4 separate regions of the Mus musculus genome follow, and regions 1, 2 and 3 are each linked to region 4. Evidence: chromatin contacts called from public HiChIP or PLAC-seq and promoter capture Hi-C data. All regions are on one chromosome and are shown on one strand. Each heading gives the region's core, a stretch centred on a gene start, on an enhancer-like site or on the middle of the called end of the contact. The rest is flanking DNA. Distances are from core to core; before and after follow the strand shown.

Region 1 (2,836 bases), core at 80-2,579, 330 kb before region 4:
TTAAGGTTTCCTGAGCAGCTGGAAGCAGGAAGTCACCTTTCAAGATGGAGATGGCCCCTCTGGTTATCAGATGGCCTTCAATGAGGCACTATTATTATTCCGTGTGTGTTTCTTTTCTCCTCTACCTACCCCCACTTCCCCCTCTGAGACTGGGTTTTTCTGGCTATCCTAGAACTCACTCTGTCTATCAGGCTGGCCTCAAACTCAGTGCTCTGCCTGCTTTTGCCTCCTGAGTGCTGGGATTAATACACCACCATGCCTGGTTTCCATAATTCTTATTGTTGCCCATCTCTCCTACAAAGTTAGTCGTTTGATAACTGACCTGGCTTACCATGCTGTCCGTAGTTGGAAAGTGGCTGCATGTAGTAGGTGCATAGTATTTGCTGCGAGAATGAAGATAGACAAGTCCAAAAGGACCCCTTGCCTTCCCTGCTAACTAGCTATCCCAGTCCAATCTAACTCGACGTATCTTTGAAAGAGTTTCTTTAAATATCTACCTTTTCCCTTTTCCCAGAAGACTTTACAAATCCAGCCCATTCTAGAGTTTCTTTTCTTTTCTTTTTTTAAGACAGGGTCCTCATGTAGCCCACACTAGATTCAAACTCGCTGTGTACTAAGTAAGTCTGGCCTTGAACCCTCCTGTCCACACCTCCAGTTGGGATCTAAGGTATGTGTCACCATGCCCAGTTATTTGTTTGCTTGTTTGTTTCGAGACAGGGTTTCTCTGTGGAGCCCTGGCTGTCTTGGAACTCACTCTGTAGACCAGGCTGGCCTCGAACTCAGAAATCCACCTGCTTCTGCCTCTAAGTGCTGGGATGAAAGGCGTGCGCCAACACTGTCCGGCCCACCATGCCCAGTTTTAAGCTCGATTATTTATTTAATTTAAGACTGGTCTTCCTGTGTAACCCAAGCTCCAACATGTTATCTGTCGTTCAGTCTCTGCGGCCTGAGAACAGAGATCCCACGTTCCATCGTGCAAGGTTTATAGTATATAGTTTCGAAAGGGTGGGGACTTTTCCTGACTTCTTTAATGCCAAGGCAGAAAACACGGTCTCACACATAGCAGGCAGCCAAATAAATCTTGATTATGTCTGAATGGCTGAATGGGAACACATTCCACCCCGAAACAGGTTAAAGCCGGATGAGGAGCCCCGCCTTATGAATCATTCATGACTTGGGCCCCGCCCACACGGGGTGACGCGCGCGTTCCCGCTAGAAGCGCCTGGGCTCCCACGCTGGGCGGGCAGCCGGAGGTGCGTTCTGCGCCGGCGCCGAGAGCCCGGGGCCTCCTCAGGTGCGCGCGCGCGGGAGGGCGGCGGCGGCAGCGCAGTGCGCAGGCGCGGCAAGTGAACTGCGCAGGCGTCAGTCTTGGGCGGGCTGAAAGCAGCTGAAGCGGCGGCCGAGTCGGAGCCTCCGGCACAGGGGCGGGAGCTGAGGCGGTAGCGGACCGGCTGGCGGGCTAGCGAAAGGCGGCGGAATGGTGGACTACCACGCAGCGAACCAGGCGTACCAGTACGGCCCGAACAGCGGCGGCGGCAATGGCGCGGGTGGCGGCGGAAGCATGGGCGACTACATGGCCCAGGAGGATGACTGGGACCGGGACCTGCTGTTGGACCCGGCCTGGGAGAAGCAGCAGCGCAAGGTGCGCGGCCCGTGACCCGGGCTGGGTGGCGTCCTGCGCGTGGCGGGGAGGCCTGGAGGAGGGTCCTGGGAGACAATTGGCGGGTTCGGGAACGGGTTTGCAGTCCCGGAGAGGGATTACAGAGCTTAAGGAAGCAATTGGGAATCTGGAGGGGGAGGGGGGAAGTGGCGGCCAGGTAGGAGACACGGGGAACTGGGACAAACGAGATGATGATTCGGGAGGTTGCAATGGAACTAGGTTTTAAGGCGAGATTGTTGGATCAGAGGAAGCATTGATGGGGCCCAGGCAAGCAATGGGGTCCAGGAAGGGAATTGGTGAGCCTGGATAGTATTTGGTTTGGGAATCCTAGTATGGAGGAGATAGTCTGGAGTGCAGAGAGTCTGAAGAAGAGATTGGAATTGCAGGAAGCCTTAGTGTGTGTGTGTGTGTGTGTGTGTGTGTGTTGGGGGGTGGTTCTAGAAGAGATGAAGAATCAGGAAAGGTAAAAAGGGGGCACTAAGGAGAGGATTGTGGAATCCTGAGACAGGGAGGGGGGCCTGCATGGGCTAGGGTGTGTGGTGAGTAGGTGTTAAGATGGTCTGATGGGACTAGGGGTCTGAGAAGGTAGGTGTTCAGGACAGAAGTTAGGGGCCTAGGAACAAAAAAGATGTTTGTGTGAGGAGGGTGAGATTTATTGAGGGCGCCTTGCTGTAAAAAGAAAAGGATAGGGGCGTAATTAGAATTGATGGGGAGACCCAAAAGAGTGTGGGTGCTTTGAAGAAGGGAGAGGTAGTGAAACAGTTAAGGTTCCAGGTTCACGGGGAAATAGTTCAACAGTGAGAATAGTGGAAGACAGTAGGAGCAGGGATGGAGGATAATGGGAGGGGGTTAGTTTGGGAAAATGGAAGTCTGATTAGGAATGCCTGATTAAAAGACTTGGGGGTTCATTGAGTGAGGAAGAAATGAGTGTTCTGGGAGAGTAGTGTCTTTTGATGGGGAGGGTAGGTGAAGGGGTATTAAAATAGTATTTCCTGATGGTATTTAGGAGTGTGGGGGCGATGCTAAAGGGAAGCCACAGTATGGAGTGGAGGTCAGAGTAGGAGGCCAGGAGTGGAGATGTGTTGGGTGGTTGAGAGGGAAGCTAGGAGTGATGGGAGAGAGGGTGTGAGTGTATGCAGAAAGAGCTAAAGAAGGGTGTGTTGAGTGGGTGAGAAT
Region 2 (2,782 bases), core at 203-2,702, 280 kb after region 4:
GTCATACCCTGACTTAACCACTCTCCATGGACATTCATCATCTCCCTTTGTGTGGTTCCCACCATCACCAGAATCAAGGAGGCAGCCTATCCTAGGATCCCTGTGCCCCTCAGAGTCCCATGTATATGTGCCCATAGAGACCAGAAGAGGGCCTGAGACACCGAGGAGCTGGAATCATGGAGTGACAGGCAACTATGAACTTCCCCAAACAGGAAGCAAGGTCAGACAGGTCCACTGTTCTCACAGTGGTCATTCCATCTTCTCTTTGGATCAAATTTGTCCAATACCTAGGACCAGTCTATCCAGAAGCTCCCCGAGTGGCAGGCCTAGAGCCACCTCCATCACTGGTGTTGGCCCAATTCACAACACAGGGTACACACACCAATCGTTCAAATAAACTGACAGACTGTCCTTTTTAGTCACCTGACAGACTTGGATTAGACTAAGCACGGGGGTCTAGTGGCATTAACATCAACACTACCATTAGAATGCATTGTCTGCAAGGTATGATATTCCTTCTTACATGTACCAAAACTCATACAACAATGAGTTCTGGGTTGCAAAAGAGGATTTGTTCTTGCACTTGTTTTCCAGTTTTTGCCCACTAGTTCAACAAAAACCCATACAAGTGCTACCAATGTTAGACTTCAGAGGACTCCTATTGTATTTTTCAAGGTTCCACGTTGTAGCCCCATGCTGACCTAAACGGCGGCGCTTTGGATTCGTAACTCGTAGTATGCTATCCTCCAAGGAGCTAGGAGTATACACATGAGCTGTAAACTCATACTTCTAGACCAGAAATCGTCAATTAGGTCGGATACACTGTGCTATTCTCCTGGCCACGGGCCCCTCGCATCTGGAGAGCTTCGAGGTTATAGAATAGGCCACGTTTTCATGTATTTTACCAGCTCCGACTTCATCTTTCCCGAGCCCAGGTTAAGGTCTACCGCGAGGTAAGCCATCCTCCTTCCCCCACCTCAACTCCCTATCATCCCGGGGCCTTCCCTTCCGTCTCGCCACCCGGACGCCCATGCCCGACCCCAACACCTTGTACTGCAGCGTGCGCGGCTCGATCATCTCCAGGGGACGTCCGTTCACCTTGATGAGCCCATTTCCCCGTTTGCAGTGGGCCACAGCCGTGGCTGTTTTCTGTGAAGGGCGAGGGAGACGGCGGGGCCGTGTGAGCGCGGGACCCTGGCTCAGCGGGCCCCAGCTCATCATGTCACCCAGCCAGGGCCTTCTCACCCCCCTCCCCACCCCCACCTCTTTCTATGCCGCCCCTGGCACACCTTGCGTCCGAAGACCTGCACGGACTGCAGCGGACCCTTGGACGGCATAGCTCCGAGCACAAGCACGAGCTCCACACCGCGCAGCGCCGCGACCGGAAAAGGGAAGCGCGGGGCCAACCCAGCCGATTTTTCAGGGTCTGCGCAGGCGCATTGAGTGCTACGTCACGACAGAAGCGGGCTTTACGGCTGACGTCGAAGCCTGAGAGGGGACGTGTGAATTGCGGCGGGAACGCCTTCAGGCAAGGGAGGGGGCGGTGTCGGAGGGGAAGGGGCGGAGCTGTGCGGGACCCGGAGGGTGGGGACTCCGTCCAGAACTCGGAAGATGGGGCTGGCCTCCTTTTTCCATTGCTTTTCCGCAGCCTTGGTCTTGACTTTCGGCCAGTTCTTATAGACATTCCTGCTCTTCGATGCTCTCCTTCGGCGCTTCTCCAGGCCGATTCTCACCCTCTTCCTCCCACCCTTTCCCAGGATCCCCATCCCATCGGAGTCTTCCCGCATCCACTATGCTAAGTCAAGCTGGCTTTTCAGAATCTTGCCTCCAGAACCCTCTTTCCTAGCCCTTACGATCCCCCGTCGCGAATCAGCCTTTCACCAGAATTGCCTTCCTCTTCTTCCCAGGAAACCTGACCCCTTAAAAGCCCTTTCCAGCGCTCTCCTAAATAAACTTCTCTTGCCTTCTGGTTGTGCCTTATATACGTTTTTTTTCCTCACAGACTCGGGCCTTCGCCTGCTTTCGCTGCCAAAATTAACTACCTCTTTGGTGGCTCCTCTCCCCAGCAACTGCTCCAGGGACATTGTTCTCCCAGCTTGACCCTCCCCTAGAGAACTACCCTCAGGACCTGTCTTCAGGGCAGTTATCTTAGATCATTATCCAGAATCCTCCAAGTAGCCTTGTTTTAAGATTTAATACTTTTTTCGAGGGCAGGTTCCCGAGGGAGGCCTCCAATCTCCTTGGAAATGTAGTTACAGGGTGTCTGAGCCACACCCAACTTGTGTACCTGTAACCAAACTCAGGTCCTCTCTAGGAAAAGCAGTTAGTGCTTTTAACCACCATCTTTCCAACTTCCAAGTGACCGTAATGCTCCTCTAAACCCTCCGCTCTATGTGTTTACTCCACAGAATTCTCCAGCCTACCAACCTGAGGAAAACCAGCTTTTAACTTTTCCATAGTACCCACCCCAGAATTGTTCTAAGTCACTGGGCAACAGCTTCTCAGGATTGCCTCAGTTTCTCTTGCAGCACAGGGTGTGGAGGACATTAAGGGATGTGGAGACATTTGGAAGGCAGAGTTGTCAACAAAAAGACTAGGTATGGTCATGTGCACCTGTAACACTAACACTTGGAAGGAGGAGGAAGGGTCAGGAGGAATCCCGACGCCATCCTCTCCTCATTATGAATATCTGGCCAGCCTGGGCTACATGTGACCCTGCTTCAGAAAGAAAAGAAACTAGCTAGCGAAATGCCCAAGCCTGAGGGCCCGAGTTTGGTTCCTG
Region 3 (2,909 bases), core at 341-2,840, 330 kb after region 4:
GTTTGGGGCCTTAGAGGTGTTTGTTTGTTTTATATTTTTATATGTCTGGGGGCAGAGTAGGCATGGGCATCCGGTAAGAGAAGAGTGGTGGGGGTAGTTCCTGGCCATGTGGATCCACGGGTGAAAACAGGCTTGGCAGAAAGTGCCCTGCCTAAGTCATCTCACCAGCTGGAAGATGCTGTTTTAGACCGGATGGAATGATCTGGAGCGCCTCTTTGGAAGGTGTGTGCCAGCAGAGTCTACAGTGAGAGGAAAAGCTCCTGGGATGGCTGGTCGGGCAGGCATGATCGTCCCAGGGCCTCAGCCTTTGCTGTTCACAATGTGTTTGCTCCAGGATCCTCCTCACACCCCAGGCCTTAGCAGGGGCTCTGTTTCTGTGCGTAACAAAGTCCTAAACAGCTAAGACTTTCAGAAATCCCTTAAAGTCTGCTTTATTTGTGATTCAGAGCTCTGGAAATACCACCTTGCCTCGTGGTGAAGCAAAACCAGGTGTGGTAGGGTTTTGTGGTATTTTCCTGTATTGGTTTTGAGAAAGGCTTTATGTCGTCTAGGCTGGCTTCTTTCTCTTGTTTGTCCTGCTTCTGCACTGCTGGGATTACAGGTCTGCCATGCCCACCCACGCCTCTTTTTCGACTAAACATTTAGTGGGACTATAGCCGTCTCCCCTCTACAAGACAAATGTGGATATAGGAGCAACTTATATTTTCCCTAAAATTACTAGCTCTGAGTATTAACTTAGTATTTACTGGGGGTGGGGAGTGGGTTTCCTCTGTTTCTGCAGCCTTGCTCACCGTCTGACTTCAGCACACTAGCCTGGGCACCTGCACCTAAATTGTTTTACTTGCCTGGATCCTGCGAAATCCCACCTCCTCGCCCCCCGGGGTGGGATGAGCAGCTCCATTCATCTGGGGTGGAGAGTGGGGCCCTGGTGCCCGAAGACTGAAGACTAATTTCCTGTCCGTTTGCCTCTCACACCTTCCTGAGCCCAAATGGGAGGCCCAGCTGCGGCCCAAGGGGGAGGGGCACGGCCGCCCGGCAGATGGCGACATTTACATACAGCTGGGAGGCCCCTCCAAGACCAGGATCCTAGCCTGGCGTCTGGTGGCGATACTGGCTTCGCGGAGGGGGGGCTTTGTTTTAAGAAGGGGAAACACACATGCATACACACGAGAGGTCTTCCACAAACACACAGGGGTCCACACAAAGAACTCAGGATTCTTCCTCACCGCCTCCTCTGTGGGGCTCCGAAACACAACCTCACACACAGCCGGCTGGAGACGCATTCACTGCACTCATGGGTTCATAGGGTCCTCCACAGCGGACAGGAGCTCACATAAGTACATACATGATAGAGAGGAATGCACCTGTATTTCCGTTCTCCCACTTCAGTACGCACAGTATCTTAGAAATTAACCCCTGCCGCTTTCAGATTGGCGCATGCAATCACACTCAGGATGAACCTCACCAAGTCGCCCACATAGAGTTACTGTATCCCTTTCCCTGGGACCCCTCTCGGCCGGTAGCTAAAAGACTGGCCTGAAGGGGCGGAGCGTCCCCTCAAATATAAGACTCCGGCATCCAGCAGCTGCGACTCCTGAGACTATTTCCCCATCCTGTCCCCCAAAGCAATGGTCTCTCTGCAGGTGTCTCCGCTTTCCCAGACGCTGATCCTGGCTTTTCTTCTTCCTCAGGTCAGATACAGAAAGGAAAGGAACAGATGGGGTTGGGCCGAGACCTGGAGGTCTTAGAGACTTTCATGGGGCACACAGATACCTAGGTCCCTTAACCTTGTGGCCCTCTCTGTCCCAGGCACTGCCAGCTGGTGTCTTCGAGCTACAAATTCATTCTTTCGGGCCAGGCCCAGGCCTCGGGACCCCACGCTCCCCCTGCAACGCCCGAGGCCCTTGCCGCCTCTTCTTCAGGGTCTGCCTGAAGCCCGGAGTCTCCCAGGAGGCCACCGAGTCCCTGTGCGCCCTGGGCGCAGCACTGAGCACGAGCGTCCCGGTCTATACGGAGCACCCCGGAGAGTCAGCGGCTGCCCTGCCGCTGCCTGATGGCCTCGTACGTGTGCCCTTCCGCGATGCTTGGCCGGTGAGTCCAACCTCCACCTCTTTCTGTCCCCCCCCAGCTCCCGACACCATCCCGTGCCCCAGAGCCTTTACTACCCCCTCCTCTCCGAAACCCACATTCCCAGACCCCCTCCGCTATTCTCTTCAGGGATGTCTTAAAACTGGGCTTCTCATCTTTTTGTGGTTGTGTGTGTGTGTGTGTGTGTGTGTGTGTGTGTGTGTGTGTGTGTGTGTGTTATACTCACGAATACGCTTTACAGCGATATGTGGACAATTTCAGTTCTGCCCTTTATTTACCATGTGGGACCCAGGGGGTTGGACTAAGGTTTTCAGTAAGTGTTTTTTACCCAGTGAATCCTCTTCTCATCCTGTTTTGTTGTTATTGTTTGTATTTTGTTTTGTATTTTTAGAGACAAGCCTGGCTGTCTCTGAGTTCACTATGTAGCTAAATCTGGTCGTGAGTTCCTGATCCTCCTGTCTTCACTCACTCCCATCTCCCAAGTGCTGGAGTTATGGGGTGCAATAGCAAGTCGAGTTGGGGTCTTTGTCTTTATTCTAGATCTCTTCTTTGGACCTGGGGCTCCTCTCAAGCACTTTCTTGAGGTCACCTAATCTCTCATGTTTCCAGCCTTAGTTCTTTTGGTTGGGACATCAGGTCACTTACTGAATCCTGGTCCCCATCCCTGTACCCTGCACATCTCAAAAAGAATCAGGGCCCGTATTTGAAATGTAGACATTGTTGGGAACTTTTTCCATATTTTATTTCCTCACCTGTAGATGGGAACACCTTAGTATGTCCTTTTGGACAGGGTCTTGCTAGATACCCCAAACTAACCTCAT
Region 4 (2,872 bases), core at 294-2,793:
CGGACCCACCAAAATACAAACAAATTCACAGATATACAAATAAATAGATCTAATAAAGAATTTAAAACAAACAAACCAACAAGTCAGGCACTGTGGCACGCGCCTGTAATCCTTGCATTTGATAGGCTGAGTCTAGAAGATCAGGAGTGCTGGGCAGTGGTGGCTCATGCCTTTAATCCCAGCACTTGGGAGGCAGAGACAGGCGAATTTCTGAGTTCGAGGCCAGCCTGGTCTATAGAGTGAGTTCCAGGACAGCCAGGGCTATATAGAGAAACCCTGTCTTGAAAAACAAAACAAAACAAAACAAAACAAAACAAAACAAAACAAAACAAAACAAAACAAAACAAAACAAGATCAGGAGTTCCAGGCTAGCCTCAGCTATGGAGTAAGTGAGTTCCAGTCTAGTCCGGATTACATAAAATCCTGTTTTCAAATAAACAAATGAGAAAGCACATGTGTTTCCGTATGACACACTTGCTTTAAAAATATTTGGCTGTCCATAACTTGGTGGCATAAAAACAGGAGCAGCCAGGAGTCACGTTAGGTTTGCAGTAGGCATCCTTTGCATAAAACCCGGCTAAGATGCTTCCATTCTGGAAGGCCACCAAGAAAAATAACAAGAAGAGGTTTTGATTGTGGCTGCTAGAGTAGCGGTGAGCCAGAGCTGAAATTGATAAAGAGAGTTGTTTGTGGCGTTCTGCTTTAAGATAGGGTCTTGTTAGGGAGCCTAGCTGGCCTCAGGTTCCTGGCCTCCTGGTCCAGCCTCCTACAGATTGGGATTAAGGGGTGTACCACTACGACCAAGTGATTATTTTATCTTTGAGACAGGCTCACACTCGTTACTGTGTAGCCCTGGAACTCATCGCAGAACAGGCTAGCTGGCTTTGAACTCATAAGGACCCTCTGCCTCCGGTGTGCAGGAGATAAAGGGCGTGCAACACTAGCCCCAGATCCGAGTGATTTATCAATTATTATTATTATTATTATTATTATTATTATTATTATTATTATTACATTTTAAGCTGTAATGAAAAGGGGTAGGGAGTTCAAAAATCCTAAAGACCGGGGACTCCCGCCCCGAAGTCAGACTCCACAAGCTCCACCTCCAAAGACCTAGAACTGCTTACAAAGCTAAACTGCAGAGTCATCGCACAGAAAATGCGTGTAAGACAGAAAACCTCTCTTCCCCCAAGAACGTGTCTGCTGTGGATCTGGGAAACCCTAAGCGCACTTTGCTGAAGGCCTCTTCAGCATCTAGACAGCTCAAATTCCACTTGTTCCCACCTTGACAGGGGTGTGGGGGGGGTGGGGGCGGCTCTGGACTTGAACTCGGTTCTTAGGGTAGCACACCGGGGTATGTGCCAGCCATCTCCTCCTTTTTTACAGGTGAGAAAACAGGCTGTAGCGAGATTGAGCAACTGCGCCTAGGGCACCGGGCTCACAAACACCATTGTCACCAGGGCCTTTGGAGTTTGTGTTTTCCAGGATACCCTGCGGGGGTCTGAGGGAGAGTCCCGGCTCTGGGAAGCAGGAAGGAGCTGAGAGGAAGATGCTGAGGGCTCAACGGAGATGGATGGGAATCCCAGGATCGCGGCCTCCCTTGGGACTGAGGGTGGGTTTCTGTCACCAGGGGGTCTCCGCAGCTGGGGCGGTGGGACGCCTGGGGACAGGGCAGCCTTACCTGTCCCGGCGCTAACCTGCTGTCTGGCTCGGAGGTGGCGGCGTCCCATGCTTTTCTGGGTCCCCTCTTTCTGCGCCCCACCCTGAGGGGGGCGTGAGGGTGGGCGTGGGGCGCCAGGGACCGGCCGGACCTGTGGGACACGGGGCTCGGGCTGTCTGGGGAGCCCGTCACCTGAAGCAGCCGGCTCTTCCGGGGCTGGGACACCTGTGGGCGGCGGGAGCCTGTGTCCCTGCAAGCTCATAAATACTGCAGCGCATCGGTGGCCGAGAGGACCGTGAGGGCGGCTGGCGCGCCCCTGAGGGTGAGCCGGCGTCCCCTTCCCGATTGCGCCCCCCACCCCACGTCCCAGCTCTCGACCTTCGGTGGACGGTTCTTTCAGACCCGAGGCACCTGTCCAGGTCCCGAGGGCAGGTGGACCGAACTTCAGAACCTCAGCTGGCCTGGGAGCTGAGGAGAAACCGGGGTTCAGGCAATGCAGGTTCAGGGCTGGAGAGGCAGCTGGGATGAGGATGGAGCCCGGGGAGGAGAGAGATCTGAAGGCAAGATGGGATGTTGGGGAGGGGAATGAGAAGAAGCCGCTCCAGGCAGGTGGAGCTAATGAGAAATCTGGGAGTAGAGTTGGAGTTATCGGGTCCGGAGGAATAAGTGGAAATCTGAGGATGAATTAGAGAGGCTGAGGGTACAGTGGGATGCTAAGAATCTGGAGAATAGGTCGCTAAGAGAAGACAGAGATGTTGGGGATGGCGTTGTCAAAGGCATCCCCGCCCCCCAGCCTCCTAGCCCCCTCCCAGGATCAGGAGCCTGGGCCGGAAGGGTTCAAACTCAGCTGCATCTCATCCTAGCCTTGCCACTGAGTCACTCGGTTGCTCAGTTTCCTATATGTGACTGGGTTGGTGATGTCTGTCGCCACCACCTCATAGGAATGCTGTGAGGCCTCCTGCCATTAATCTATGCAAAGTGCTGAGCAGCGAGGCTCAGAAACCTCATTAATTATTCTCTCACCAGCATCTCCTTCACCACTCCCCTCAGAGACGTTTCAGTCATTCAGTCTTCCTCCCCCACAGACATCCTGACAGACGGACACACGGCTCTGCCTGGCATCGGTCCATTCTCCATCCTCTGTGGGACCCACCAGCGGAATTTGATCACATCCCTGCATTCCACTCGGCTTCCCACCATCCCCTTTCTTCC

The links. Promoter capture Hi-C pulls out the DNA fragments that hold promoters and counts their contacts. HiChIP or PLAC-seq counts read pairs in DNA pulled down with a chosen protein or histone mark. Capture Hi-C pulls out chosen DNA fragments and counts their contacts.
Region 1: a contact with region 4 is called in a promoter capture Hi-C map of the SN4741 cell line, with 3 times the contacts expected there. The contact joins the promoter of Actn4 here to the promoter of Acp7 in region 4. A contact is called at or near these places in 1 of 39 promoter capture datasets (the SN4741 cell line), 1 of 115 datasets of contacts at active chromatin or transcription factors (embryonic stem cells) and 1 of 9 other capture datasets (pancreatic islet).
Region 2: a contact with region 4 is called in an H3K4me3 HiChIP or PLAC-seq map of forebrain, with 4 times the contacts expected there. The contact joins the promoter of Rps16 here to the promoter of Acp7 in region 4. A contact is called at or near these places in 1 of 39 promoter capture datasets (embryonic stem cells), 5 of 115 datasets of contacts at active chromatin or transcription factors (embryonic stem cells, epiblast stem cells and forebrain) and 1 of 9 other capture datasets (liver).
Region 3: a contact with region 4 is called in a promoter capture Hi-C map of adipose tissue. The contact joins the promoter of Dll3 here to the promoter of Acp7 in region 4. A contact is called at or near these places in 1 of 115 datasets of contacts at active chromatin or transcription factors (stem cell-derived neural progenitor cells) and 3 of 9 other capture datasets (adipose tissue, liver and pancreatic islet).

The regions. Positions count from the first base shown.
Region 1 is chr7:28,960,825-28,963,660 of GRCm38.p6, reverse strand. Actn4 (actinin alpha 4) reads left to right here and starts at 1,329. Exons shown (of 21, transcript NM_021895.3): 1 at 1,329-1,642. The coding sequence starts at 1,478.
Region 2 is chr7:28,349,359-28,352,140 of GRCm38.p6, reverse strand. Rps16 (ribosomal protein S16) reads right to left here and starts at 1,452. Exons shown (of 5, transcript NM_013647.2): 1 at 1,290-1,452; 2 at 1,048-1,149. The coding sequence starts at 1,337. It overlaps AF357399 (snoRNA AF357399), which reads right to left and starts at 601; the gene lies at 508-601.
Region 3 is chr7:28,300,466-28,303,374 of GRCm38.p6, reverse strand. Dll3 (delta like canonical Notch ligand 3) reads left to right here and starts at 1,590. Exons shown (of 9, transcript NM_007866.2): 1 at 1,590-1,691; 2 at 1,810-2,091. The coding sequence starts at 1,629.
Region 4 is chr7:28,629,584-28,632,455 of GRCm38.p6, reverse strand. It overlaps Acp7 (acid phosphatase 7, tartrate resistant), which reads left to right and starts at 1,543. Exons shown (of 13, transcript NM_175319.5): 1 at 1,543-1,612; 2 at 2,746-2,872.